2 separate regions of the Muntiacus reevesi genome follow, and region 2 is linked to region 1. The links are chromatin contacts, called in public Hi-C maps. All regions are on one chromosome and are shown on one strand. Each heading gives the region's core, a stretch centred on a gene start, on an enhancer-like site or on the middle of the called end of the contact. The rest is flanking DNA. Distances are from core to core; before and after follow the strand shown. Region 1 holds the start of SMNDC1 (survival motor neuron domain containing 1). Region 2 holds the start of SMC3 (structural maintenance of chromosomes 3).

Region 1 (6,558 bases), core at 1,199-3,698:
TGAATGCACTGTAACCCCCCCCCCCCCGCCCCAAATACTCAATAGGCAGAAAAAGCCAATAGCTTGCCCTGCAACAAATCCCCATGTCAACATTCAAAACACTTATGATTAAAAAGGGCAAAGGGTATTGTTATCATTACTATGTGCACATCTCTCATCACATTAGGCATCTGTACAGAGAGCAAAAATGTAGGAAAATCTGGGGCTACTTTAGTGAAGAGATATGATAAAAGCTAAGCTAAAGAATGCAATGTCCCATTTAACCAACATGTATTAATGTATGAATTTACTGCATAGTTTTACGCTCTGGAAAGAGTTGGTGCATTTTCAAAGGCATGGCTATGCTTTAATTTTCTTTAGGAGTGAAAGGAAATAGCTGTGGCATCTTTAAATTTTATTTACTTACTGAGTTCATTAAAATAAATACCAGGTTTAAAGAACTAGAGGTTTTAGATACTGTTCTTTTTGAAGAATAAACATGATTCAATTTTGAGTCAGAATGTTTTAAGAAAAATCCAACACTGAAAGAGGATTCTGACACTTCAAAGGAGGTGGTAAGTCAGGACACCTATTTGAAGTAGCAGACTTAGTCAAAGCTTATACTTGCTTCAGTTTTGTCTTTAAAAACACACCAAATCACAGTGAAAAATCAATGAATATATGTAGAGTTTATAATGCTGCCTGGCACACACAACTGTTATCTCTTTGTGGGAACTAATAACATTCAGTATAACTCTCCTTTTCAAATATACTCAATGTTGCACAGAAGGAGAGATTAAAAGCAATGCTAAAAACAAAAAGTTATCAAAACACTTCACTGGAGCTTATACATATTGTCCTATTCTCTGATCTAGGGGGTTCATGAAGAGTTCCTATGTGACAAACTTACACAGCTGTAAAGTTTATTTTCAAGGAAGATCCTCCTGCCGTTAGCTCTTAAAATATACGATTAAAATAAGAGCAACTGTCAAAAACTACATCGTGTTTTTAACATATTTCTAATAAAGTACATCCCCTCTGGTTTGTCTTCATTCTTAATTCTAGCTACACGTGGCTGCCCCCTGCAGCATTTTCAATTCTTACAAGTTGACTGCCACAAACCTAACCTGGTTTCATCTCTACAGGTTCTCTGACTCAATGAGGGATGTGTGTGTTTGTACAAAAACAAAACAGGGAACTTTCTTTCCTGACATTCATAGAGCCTCTTCGTGTCTCAGGTCTTTTCAGTTAGGTTTTTTTTTTTTTTTTTTTTGGAAAAAATTACACACGTATGGGGGAAAGATTAAAAGTAGGAAGAATAATCAGTGAAAACATTTGGGTTCCATTCCAAATCTCTAGATAGATTTGTGTACCCGTCCATAAATAGTATATATTATTACACTTAATACACATCTCTTTTTAAACATTAAGTGCTTACACAATCTACTTATATTTAAGATTGTTAACTTGAAGACTGTTCCCTTGCGGGTGGCATTAACCTATATAACTTAATTAAAACCAGTAAGTGCTTACAAAATAAGTTTTGTTTTTTTTGTGTGTGTTTTTTTAATGGTACAAAAGGCCTTTGTTTACAACGGTAAACGGAAAAGGGGAGGATACACAGCTCCTGCTCCTGGGGCGGTCCACAGCCTGGGTAACCACCCTCGAAAAGTCAAAATAGGTTTTAAATAATCTAATCTACTGTCCAGCAGGTTCTGCCACAATCTAATCTGCTTTCTGTTGCCATTAAGAATTTTACTATTTTATTAAAATGAAGTAGAGTGCTTCTCACACTTGAGCGGACATTCATATCCCCTAGAAGGCTTACTGAAACAGGCTGCTAAGCCCATCTTCAACGTTTCTGATTCAAAGGTCTGAGGTGGGTACTGAAAGTATGTATTTATAGTGCATTATTTTTGCAATAAATTATAAATTACTGTAAAAAATAAATACCAGGCAAAGCTGATGGTGCTGGGACCAAACTCTGAGAACCAACCTCTAGGATGAATACTGCATTAGACCCAGTTCTTTCCGCCACCCAGCACCCTGGGAACCTCAGGATCCGCCGGAATGCGCCCACACATAAAATAACCAAACAGATTCCCCATTCCGAGCCGGAACTAAGATAAAACGAACCTACATCCGGCGCCTGGCGCATCCCAATACGTCATTTCCTACCTATGAGACCCGCCCCGCCTCCCCCCGCCGCCGCCTCCCTCTCCGTCTCCCCACCCCCCCGCCCCCACCCCGCCTCCCCCCGCCGCCGCCTCCCTCTCCGTCTCCCCACCCCCCCGCCCCCACCCCGCCTCACCCCTCCGCCGCCTCCCCCGGTTCCCCGCGCGGTCCACTTCACCTCCCTGACGTGATTAAGGACCGGCGGCCTAGAGGGCGCTAGGAATCACGTGACTCGAGAGAGATCTCGCGAGGATTTTTTTTAACCTCTCGCGAGACTTCACCCGCCTCTTCTATACCTCCTTCAGTCCCCGGCTTTAGTCTTCTCCAGTTCACTCCCGGTTGAGATCCGAGTTTCTACCCCGGGTTAACTAGTTGTCGACGCGGACTTTTTTGTTGCTGCTGCTGTTGCTGGCACCGCTGGGCTCATTTGCCCCTTACCCCTTCCCGTCGCCACTCTCCCAACCCCACACAAGGTAACGCGATGAGGGAGAGACAGTGAGGCCTCGCTGGGCCTCGACCTCTCTCTCACGAGTTGAACCGGAGGCCAGAGGCTGAGGCTGCGATGGAGACGCCCGGGCGCCGGCCTCCTCTTCCACGCAGAGTTGAGCCCTGAGCGTCCCTGAACGGAGTTGGGCTAGCCGCGGAAACCCGACGGGTGGGGTTGGGTTGCGGGAGGCATCTTAAGGACGCCTTCGGCCCTTCTTTGCGGAGCCTGTTTGCGGGTGGGGCTCCGGCTCCTGGGTCCTCGGCTCCGTTCTTGTTTTTGGTTTCCTTGGAAGCTGTTGGAATTTCGAGGTCTGAAATGGTCGAGCTAGTTGTGGCGGGCTTTGAGGTGTAGGGTGATTGAAGGGGAGCAGCCTGGCTTGCACAAACCCTTTTGAAGTCCTTCCAGGCTCCGGGCTGTGGTTGGCCGGATTTGTAACACAGACGGGTCTCGGAAACCCTGTACGTTTGCTAATAATGCGAGGAAGAATTCTCTCTGGTCTTATTTTCAAAAGTAGAGCTGGATTTGGTGAAAGGCACGTACTTTAGATTGCGTAAACTGGAGAGTATCTGTGATGTTTCTTTTACTGCGGAAAAATGCATTGGCAGTATTTAAGTGACTGGGTGAAAGGTTTTTGCACTGTGAAGAAGTTTCTAAACACTCGTATTATAGCTTTTGTGGAGAAAGTTATTTGTGTAGTTAATCCAAAGCCATTTATATTTGGCTTTCGAAGTACTTTGTAGCCCTTAAAAATCGGAAGCCTCAACTCAACAGTTTAGTGCCTATTTTATTTTTTCAATTCTGTCAACTGTTTAGTTCCTTCTGTTTTATTTTTTGGTGATGATATAACAGTCCTTTGCCTTGAGCCTAACACAATGTCTCTTCCCTGTTAATAGTTTAAAGAAAATTAGAAATTATTCTCCTTTTTTACCTTATCTCGTTTTCTGTTGCTATATGGAATATATCTTACATGTTTATAATCTTCAGAATACTTGAAGTTTGTGGTTTGGTGCACAGCTTTTCTCTGAACTGCAAGTAAAGGTATTAGTAATAAATTATGCTGCAGTGAATTATAATAAGGAGTTGGGAAAAAATTGGTAAGGGTTAATTCAGGCCGACCAAAAAAAAATTTTTTTTTGTTTTGGTTTTTTAGTTCTGTTTTAATGACTTTACTCTATTTTCACCAGATGTCAGAGGATCTAGCAAAGCAGCTGGCAAGCTACAAAGCTCAACTCCAGCAAGTTGAGGCTGCGCTGTCTGGAAATGGAGAAAATGAAGATTTACTAAAATTAAAGAAAGATTTACAAGTAAGTATGGGGCGGTACTTAATAATTTCATTGCTTGAAAGGAGTATTTCTGTGGCTTATAAGTGGCTTATCGCCTAGAATCTGTGGGTACCCAAAATACCTTTGGAGGGAGTGTTTCTCCCCTTCACACCCCTTGTGTGTACATGTGTGCACGCACAGAGGCATACATGGCTTCTAGGAGAAGGATTGCTTCCTTCGTTTGTGTACCTCAAAACAGTTGAAACATAGTTCTTTGTTGTGTCACCGTTATATGCTCTTACAATTCTTAAAAGTAAGAGTTAATTTTATAAGTCACTATCACTCTAGAGAAAGAGATAACATATAACTTGATAGTGGATAACATTTGTTTTTCAAGACGTGGAAAATGAATTTTACTTCAAAGGATAACTAAAATTAAAGGAGGAAAATATAACCTAATCAGGTTGTATCAAATTCTTTTCAATGCCGCAAGATTTCTTTGAAAATGAAATAGAGCACCCATGCCAGAGATCCTGTGTGTGTGTAAGTGTAACAAAGCTAGCTCTAGTCCCTGTGTTGAAAACTCAGTATAAAAATCCCTAAAGAGATGTTTGTTTTCTGCATAAATGTTACATAATGTTTGAACTTAAGGCTAAGTCTTATATGTAATTGTTGACACTTGTTAGCAACTTGAAATTAAACCGAACCTATGTAAAAAGGCGATCTTAATTTAATGTGTTCTTTTTGTCCTGGAAGAGCAGTAAGTATGAAACCAGCTTTTTAAAACTTGCTCTGGGGTTTCAAGACAAACATAAAGCCATAGAAGTAAATATCTGTTGTTTCTTACAACACTAGGTTGATTAATAAAAACACCATATATAATATTTGTAAATATCTATGGCTTTTCATCTAATTCTGAATCTGATTTTTTGGAGAGTTTTAAAAGATGTTTTGATTAGATGACTTATCTTCACTGATTCAAAACAACTCAGATCATCTTCATGCTGCATATCATTTCTCTCCATTTAATATCATCCTCTTGCCAATTAAAACTATCAATATTTTAGGGATTGTAGAACTGCAAACAAAACAAAACTTATTTGAAATGGGGAAGAGACTCACAATTCTAAAAGAGCTTACCTGGACATAATTTAAATGAGTTGAATATTTTCAGGTTCAATTTCTGGATTTAGGATAGACGTGCATGAGACATGCATGAAGTTGCAATTGTATGTTATTTAAAAAAAAAAACAAAAAACACAGAAACCAAGGCCTCTCATCAGTACGTAGTAGTCAGGCCAGTGAATTTCAGGGAGCCAGTCAGTAAGAAAAAGATGTTTTGGGAGCAGTTTCTCTCATCTCAGGCCAACTTTCTGCTTGCCTTAGAGAGCCTGACCTACCCCCATCTCTCTCTCTCTTGTATTAAAAAGCAACTTAAAAGCAGTCCTTTTTTCTTTGAAGAAAATGAAACATTGTGTCAATGTTGTATACATTGCTTCTTGTATTTAATTGGCAGTAAGAGGGAGGGGTATATGTGGAACTGGTGAAGGGGGGAGTTGGGAGTGAAGACAGCATTATTATGAGTCTTGGTATTTTAGTATTTCTGAAATACATTTCAGAGTCTGGGCAGAATTGTGTTAGGCCATGATCTATAGTGGAAATACTGTAGGAAGGGAGACCATTGTTGTAGGCATTGTAGTAACCAGGTAAATGGCTTACTTAGAGTTCAGTTAATAATGACCTGGAGGTAGTTCTGTAAACTATTCTTTTTTAAATAAACATTTTGAAAAACATTGTCCAATATGGAAATGTTCTATATCTGCTGTACAATATTATAGCTGCTAGGTACATGGGCTATCAAATACTTGGAATAAGACTAGGATAGCTGAAAAACTGAATTTTTAATTTTATTTAAGTAACCATATGCGGCTACCATATCAGATGGCACAGATTTAGAAGCGTATGTTCTCTAACACTTCAGTTAGCAATAACAGAGAGTGTTTTTCCCAACCAACCTTGACCTCAAAATTTTTCCTCTCGTGGAAAAAAGCAACGATTTTGGTTACTAGATATAGGTTTGGTTTTGAACTGAAAACTACTCAAAGATGGAACACATTATTTAATATTAGGTAAAATTCTGAAGAATATTTTGCTCTCTGCTTCTGTCTAGTAATTGTTATCTCCATTGACTATAGCTACAGCTTCTATTTTGTCATAGGTTTTTGTTTTTTAAAAAATCCTTTTCCTTCCTTGCATTCTGAGATATGCCTTGTGCCATTGGTATTTAACTCTACCTTTTGTATTTGCTGAAAAGTCTTCTCAGAGTGATGACTGAGTTTGTAGTCTCCTTTATTTTTTTGTGTTCCTTTTATGGAATATCCTTACTCTGGTTAAGAATTCGCACTTTCATTTATGCAGAATCCTTTTTCTGCATTTTTTTCTAATGACTTTCATTTTGCCAGTAAGGCTTCTATGTTTATCTCTTAACACACTGTTTTTCATATAAAGTTACTCAATAGGCAGCAAATCAATCTTCTGAAATCCTAATTTGTTTTCTTTTTTCACTTTAAAGAAGTGAGTTTAGTAAAATCCAGGCTAGCTAGTTGACTAGCTCCCCAGGCAGTCTGTGATAATCACAAAAATAGTCAATTTATT
Region 2 (7,423 bases), core at 4,510-7,009, 230 kb before region 1:
AGATATCATGTGCCTCCACATGGAACACCCTGAAAAGGACACATCATTTACATAATATTTCTCAAAACTAACAATGTAAAACACAAAGGCTGTGGAAATGACCCAGATTAAATGAGAATAAAGAGACATGACAACTAAATGCAATGCCTGATCGTAAATTAAATCCTGTACTAGAGGGAGGGAATGCTAGAGGGGGGGAATGTTATAAAGAACATTTCTGGGTCAATCAACATAACTAGAAAATAAAAATAAAAGATTACTGTATTGATGCTAAATTTACTGACATTGATAACTATACTGTGATTATATAAGATGGCTACACAAAATCTGTCTGGAAGTTATCCAATGCGACCGCAAACCAGATTTATCTGCTTTATAAAGGTATGACCACTTCTCCCCTCACTCTTGCCCTCAAACTGCACTCTCCCATTAAAGCCTCAGCAGCTAAGCAGGCCTAGAGCTCTGTTTTCCAGGAAAGCAGGACTAACTCAAGTATAAAGTATAGATCATTAACAGTAAGAATAGCTATCTCTGGGTAGAATGACTACAGTTTAATTTTTTTTCCTTTTAGCTTCTGTGCTCTTTATGTTCTACAAAGACACGTATATTTCTTTTGTTAGAAGGATAGGAAAAAAGATAACTTCAAAAACATTTATGGTTATTACATTTAAACATCAAATAAGTATCAGCACACGGGGTATCTCCCTGCCTTCAAATCATTATTTTTACAAGGGTCAAAAATCATTAAACAAAGCTTTCAAAAGATATGTTTAGGATCAATCTCAGTGTATATTACTTTTGGTCTTTTTTACATGATTAAGGGACTTGTTTTTAAAATACATTAAACAATATCATGGGGTTTTTTTTTTCAGTTAAACAAAAGAACATTTAGATAATTTCCTTTGTAACTGTGGCTATTAACAATCCTAATGTTGCAACCAAAGTAGTAAAATAGCTACCTGATATGAGGCCCTACAGATATAATTTAATCATTCTAGGTAATGATGGCCATCATCTTACAGTTCATTTATAAAATTACAGTCAGTCCTCCAAATTCCAAATTTCTGGGTTCCAAACCTAAGGATTTAATCAACCACAGACAGGGGGCAGGGGGCGGTTTCAGAAAGTTCTAAAAACAAACCAGAATTTGCCACAAGCTGGCAACTATTTACACATGATGTACATTGTATTTATAGCTATTTACATAGCATTTACATTATATTACAAGTAATCTAGGGATATGCTTAGGTTATATGCATAGATTTGATAACAAGACTATGATTTGATAACAAGTTTTAGTCATGCATCCAAGATACCAAGGAAAAACTATAACTGTATAAAACTGATATTAAGATATTTAACCACTTTTAAGTTATAAGTTAAGGAAATAATCTATATCTAGTAATTACTCACTTTTCTCCATTTCTAAAGATTTTCTGATTGATGAAAATCAGAAGACACTTATAATCAAAATGTTAAGTAAAACTCCAGTACAATCAATCTGTTCTTATAGCACACCAATTAATGATTTTTCAGTAGGTTAAGGCAGAAGGAAAAGTATGTTTTTATTACCAACTACAAAGCTGCAACTCATGCTTCAAAGGCAGGCTTTCTCTTGCCCTCAATTTTTAAATTTTATTATGTATTTCAAAATAAAATAGATTCTCAAAAGTTTCTCTGGGAACATCAGTATTCACTGTTCACCCTTAACTTATTTCTGTATTGTCAACTAAACTGGCACTTGCCAAGAGCATTTGCCAGCAACAGAACAACAAGGGCATTTGCCATTTGCCTCTGCAAAGATGGAACCCCATGCTGCTGCAGCTGCTGACCTTCAACACCCCGAGCTGAATTCAGGGCGGAAAGTCAGGCACTCTCTGCTCACTCTCACTTTCCCACTAGGGAAACTGGTGCAACAGGTCTTCAGATTGATATTTTCAGGAACTGATTTCACGATCCCAATCCCTGCATCTCTTCATATCTAGAAAATAGCTAAATCTCTTCATGATGACATCCGCTCCTCTTGACTAGCAGAAAACTTTGTGTCAAATAAGCGCTGGCAAAGTAATGTTCAAAATTCTCCAAGAGAGGCTTCAGTTCTCCTGAACGGATAACTCCCAGATGTTCAAGCTGGATTTAGAAAAGGCAGAGGAACCAGAGATCAAATTGCCAACATCCACTGGATCAAAGAAAAGCAAGAGTTCCAGAAAAATATCCACCTCTGTTTCACAGGCTAAGCTAAAGCCTTTGACTGTGTGGATCACAACAAACTGGAAAATTCTTCAAGAGTTGAGAATACCAGACCACCTTACCTGACTCCAGAGAAACCTGTTAGAACAGTTAGAACTCAACATGGAACAATGGACTGGTTCAAAATAGGGAAAGTAGTGCGTCAAGGCTGTATATTGTCACCCTGCTTATTTAATTTATATGCAGAGTACATCAAGCGAAATGCCCAGCTGGATGAAGCACAAGCTGGAATAAAGATTGCTGGGAGAAATATCAATAACCTCAGATATGCATGTGACACCCTTATGGCAGAAAGTGAAGAGGAACTGAAGAGCCTCTTGCTGAAGGTGAAAGTGGAGAGTGAAAAAGCTGGCTTAATACTCAACATTCAAAAAATGATGACCATGGCATCTGGTCCCATCTTTTCATGGCAAATAGATGGGGAAACAATGGAAACAGTGACAGACTTTATTTTGGGGGGCTCCAAAATCACTGCAGACGGTGACTTCAGTCATGAAATTAAAAGACGTTTGCTTCTTGGAAGAAAAGCTATGACCAACCTAGACAGCATATTAAAAAGCAGACATTACTTTGCCTACAAAGGTCTGCCTAGTCAAAGCTATGGTTTTCCCAGTAGTCATCTATGGATCTGAGAGTTGGACCATAAAGGCTGAGCACCAAAGAATTGATCCTTTGAACTGTGGTGTTGGAGAAGACTCTTGAGAGTCCCTTGTACTGCAAGATCAAACCAGTCAATCCTAAAGAAAATCAATCCATTGAATTCAAATTCCAGTGAATATTCATATTCACTTTAAGGACTAATGTTGAAGCTGAAGCTCAACACTTTGGCCATATGATGCGAATGGCCAACTTATTATACAAGACCACGATGCTGGGAAAGATTGAAGGCAGGAGGAGAATGGGGTGACAGAGATGAGATGGTTGGATCACATCACCAACTCGATGGACATGAGTCGGAGCAAACTCCGGGAGACAGTGAAGGACAGGGAAGGCTGGTATGCTGCAGTCCATGGGGTCACAAAAAGTCAGACACGACTCAGTGACTGAATAACAACCAAAGGGCTTGAATGCACTGAACTTCCCCTTCACCAAAATCTTATAGACTGACCTTCTCCCACGGCCTCTGTGGAGCAGTCTCTCAGAGTTATCTGAGGTGCTGTCTCCTGGGCTGCAGTCCTCATTTTGCCCCAAATAAAACTTAATTCCCAACTCGTGCTTTTTTTTTTTAGTCAACAGTATGAATCTTACCTCACCTCAAGCTACGGACTCCATGGTACACACTCTCCCTGATCCCCAATTCATATGTTAAAGCCCTAACCCCACTATATGAAGCTTTTTGGAGATGAGGGGGGTCTTTGGGAGGTAATTTACATGAGGTTAGGAGTGAGGCCTTTATGGTAGGACTACTGCTCTTTCAAGAGGGAGAGGTTCAAACGAAGGTTCTCCAGAGCAGTGAAAAAAATAAATACCTGTTGTTTAAGCCATCTAGTCTACGATATTTTGTGGTGGCAGACCAAACCAACTAGGACAGTGTACAGCTGAAATCTATGTTGATAGCAATTCTATGCTTTTCTGGTGTCTAGAAGCACTCATTTCATCTAGTCTTTAAAAACTCAGCAGATGATCAGAAAACACTTGCTGTCTGTATCACTATCACCTGTAGAACCTATACATTAACTATTATATTGAAGGACAATCATCATTAGCCCCCTTATACTCACATAATTGCTTTCTCATTTAATCTTCCCAACAGCCCTAAGAAACATGTATCATTATTTCCACTTCACAAGTGAGAAAACTGAAGCATCAGGAAGTCTGAAGAATACGTGGCAGAACTGGGATTTGAATCCCACTCTGCCATGATCCAAAGTTTATGCTTTTACCACCCAGCTGCATGGTCTATCCTTGGACATTATAATATAAAAAAAAAATCTTAGAACAACCTAATTTGTGAATAAAGAATGGTCATCTTTGAAATAAGGTAATAGTGACCATTTTAAAAGTAGGAAATGACATACCAAAGAATAGCTGAAATGCTAAATTTAGTGCCATTCACTATAAACTTAAACCTATTAAGAGACATAAATACAAGGCTACCAAATAAAAATTAATACTTTGACTGTCTTATCCAAGTATTTTAAACATAAAAAGGAAGCAACTTCATCAGTGCAGATAAAAGTATTCATACAGAAAAAATATATATATATTTATGTAATATTCAAGACAAATCCTGTCTCCTTAAGCCTAATATAGGCAAATTTAAACGACTATATAGACATAAAACCGACAGAGTAAACCATGAACACTTACCAATAACATTATGTTTTGAACTGAACGGATCTACGATTGTTTGATCTCTATAACTTCGAAAACCCTGGATAATAACCTAACAAACAGAAGAGAGATTTTTTTCAGAAAGAAAGAACACACCCTAAAAGAAATAACTTCTAAGCTAATATTTTCCTTTAGCCCTCCTTCCCTTTCTGGTTTCCCATTTAATGCCAAATAGAAAAACTTCCATGTCAGAGAAGAAAAATTTATTTTGGAAAATGATTTAAAAATCTCAAAACTGCCGTATATCAGTAATCATTGCCAGTGTTCTTTAGAAGTTATAATTAGTTGCCTATTAGGGAGCGCTCAAAATCAAATACACTGTATAAGGCTGGCTGGAACACTAACCATCACAGGACCGGATAAAAGTCTATCAAGCATGCAGGGGGGCTCAGCGGTCCTGGGCGCCCCTTTCAGTCACACTCTGGCCAAAACAGAGCCGCCCATCCAGGACAGGGCTGCTCAGAGTCCAACACATCCAGCCGAAAAATTTCTCCTAAGGCGTGTGAATGGGCTCATCTTCGGGGTGGCCTCCAGCGCGGGAAGACCATTTTGACAGAAAGTAAACAACGGAATGAGGAGGCGCTCCACATTCTGCAGGAAGGAGGGACTCTTTCACGTCTCCGGTAACTCGGGGAGAAGCGAGGTCCCTAGCTAAGCTGACATCCCGGCTTGGACCCCACAGGCCGGGGACACCCTCTCTCCACACACACCACGCAAAAAGCTCGCGAGGGGGCTGGCCAGCCCCGCAGGACCAAGCTGCTTCTCGTCCACCCGGGAGGGCCCGGTTCCCTCCAAAAGGCCCGCCTCGCCAGCCCCTCTAGCTCTCTCCGCGAGAGCCCGCCTCCCTCAGGCAAGCGCCCTGTGGAGAGGCTCGGGCTGCAAAGGGGCGCCCCGATTCTCCGCGGGCGCCCCGAGCTGCACCCCTCCCCCACAGTCTCTGTCCAGCCCCGCGCCACCCTGCAAGCAACACCCCCGACAGAAGGAGCGGTCCCCACGAGCGCCTGAGGGGCGGGAGGAACGCACAGGCCTCACCTGCTTTATGTACATGGTTCCGCGCCCCTAGCCGGGGAGAAGCGCTCCCCCTCAAGAAGCAGCAACTCGGCCTCGGGGTTAGGTGAGGCGCCTGAGAGACCCCTCCCCCCAAAGCGCCGCTTGCACCCCTCTAGCCAAACAAAATGGCGGCGCCCAGGGAGGCGGAGTCCCCGCCTTGGACGGAACCACCCTCGCAGCTTCCCTCGGAGCGTGGGGGAATCAGAGTCAGATCTGCTCTGTCTTTTTAGCAGAAGATCCTTCTACGATGTCGTTAGCTGAATTTCATGTGACTCCTCAATTTTTAGGTGAATTTTTCCTGAGAATTAGTCGGAAACTTCATTCGGAAAAGCCTTGGTCGTGAGATTGACCTGTATTCCCTCCGAGCGCGCAGCCAATGGTTGCGGCCACAAGGTGGAGAAAGGTTCGGCGCCAAAGCTGAGAGGGTGTCCAAGCGCCAGTAGCGGTGCGAGTTGATGGCCCCGTGGTCTCGCGCTGTTTGAAAATAGCGAGCAGCGGCGGGCGGCGCGGCTGCCCGAACCTGTAGAGTGCAGGACCGGGGGAGAAACTCGGTGGGCAGAATCCCTGGTCCTCTATTATTCTCTCTTTTGTATAAATTTTGAATGGCTCCCACTGGCTCTGGACTCCCCACTGTCAGGATAGCCCCAAATGGACTTGACGCTAGAAAATTAATTTTAATATTGTCATAGTTATTAATATCCCGGAGCTGTTACTGCTCTGTCAGTTGCTATAAATCTAGGCAGACTGGACGACTGCAACGCAAAGATTTAGTTAAGATTAAAACCCCTCCCCCGCCTTTTTTCCTAAGAGCCTAAAAGCTTGGAGGTGCTAGTGGCAACCCTGGGCGTATCTGATCTGCCTCAATCGCAGGAGAAAAACTCGGATCTCTGGGCCGCTGTAAAATTACCTGCCACTCGGCAGTCACTCAAATTGGTCGGTCCTCGCCACCCGTCCCGCTACGGCGGGCAGTTCTAACGCTGATTGTTTCTACGTTGAACTATTTCAAATGACTAACTTCATCCCTGTCAACACCTCTTGGTGCTGGAAGAAGACTTTATGTACCTTTTAAATAGATGAAAAGGACAAGGACACTTAAGGGAAAACAAATGACTTATTAGAAGGGGGCAAGGGAAAGAGAAAGAGCACTTCAGGGAAAACACGACTTTTAGGAAAGTCAAACCGGCCCTTAGGAGAAGAGATGGAAGTCGCTAGTAGTAATATTTTGAGTATTACTTCAGTGATGAGTCAGACTTCCCCGTGTATTCCCAGGGAGAGGATTTATGGCAAGTGTGTTATTTTAAGCTCTTTTTTTTTTTTTTTTAAGCTCTTTTGAAAGGCAGATAAGAGATTTCAGAAACTCATACTTTCAGCCTTAAATAATGTTTATGCCACAATAGTGGATTCTGGATCCTTTCCAGAGAGTATCCAGAGTATACCTGTCAGGTCCTCCTTCCCAGATATGAGAAGCTTGATATCAATATAGGGGACCAGCATCATAATCTGCTCAGTGATAAGAGAATTAACGACTCCAGACTATATTATGAGGGCTCTCTGTTGGCTCAACAGTAAAGAATACACTTGTAATGCAGGAAACCACCTGTAATGCAGGAGTCCCCGGTTCCCTGGGTGAGGAAGATCCCCTGGAGAAGGAAATGGCTACCCACTCTGTTGCCAAAATCTTGGCTCTTTGTGCACCAATGCCAAACAGAAATATGAGACAGAATTATGGAGGAGAAAGAAAGAATGGCTTTATTACTTGCCAGGCAAAGAAGGAACACGATAGGCTAGT

What was found. Hi-C and Micro-C count contacts between places; a contact is called where the count stands out from the background.
Region 2: a Hi-C map of muscle shows a contact between it and region 1, with 6 times the contacts expected there. The contact joins the promoter of SMC3 here to the promoter of SMNDC1 in region 1. A contact is called at or near these places in 2 of 3 Hi-C or Micro-C datasets (blood and muscle).

What each region holds. Positions count from the first base shown.
Region 1 is chr2:152,746,191-152,752,748 of mMunRee1.1, reverse strand. SMNDC1 (survival motor neuron domain containing 1) reads left to right here and starts at 2,448. Exons shown (of 6, transcript XM_065923302.1): 1 at 2,448-2,627; 2 at 3,826-3,945. The coding sequence starts at 3,826. It overlaps LOC136158317 (a long non-coding RNA gene), which reads right to left and starts at 2,097. Exons shown (of 2, transcript XR_010661326.1): 1 at 1,933-2,097.
Region 2 is chr2:152,974,189-152,981,611 of mMunRee1.1, reverse strand. It overlaps SMC3 (structural maintenance of chromosomes 3), which reads right to left and starts at 5,759. Exons shown (of 29, transcript XM_065923304.1): 1 at 5,617-5,759; 2 at 4,561-4,636. The coding sequence starts at 5,631.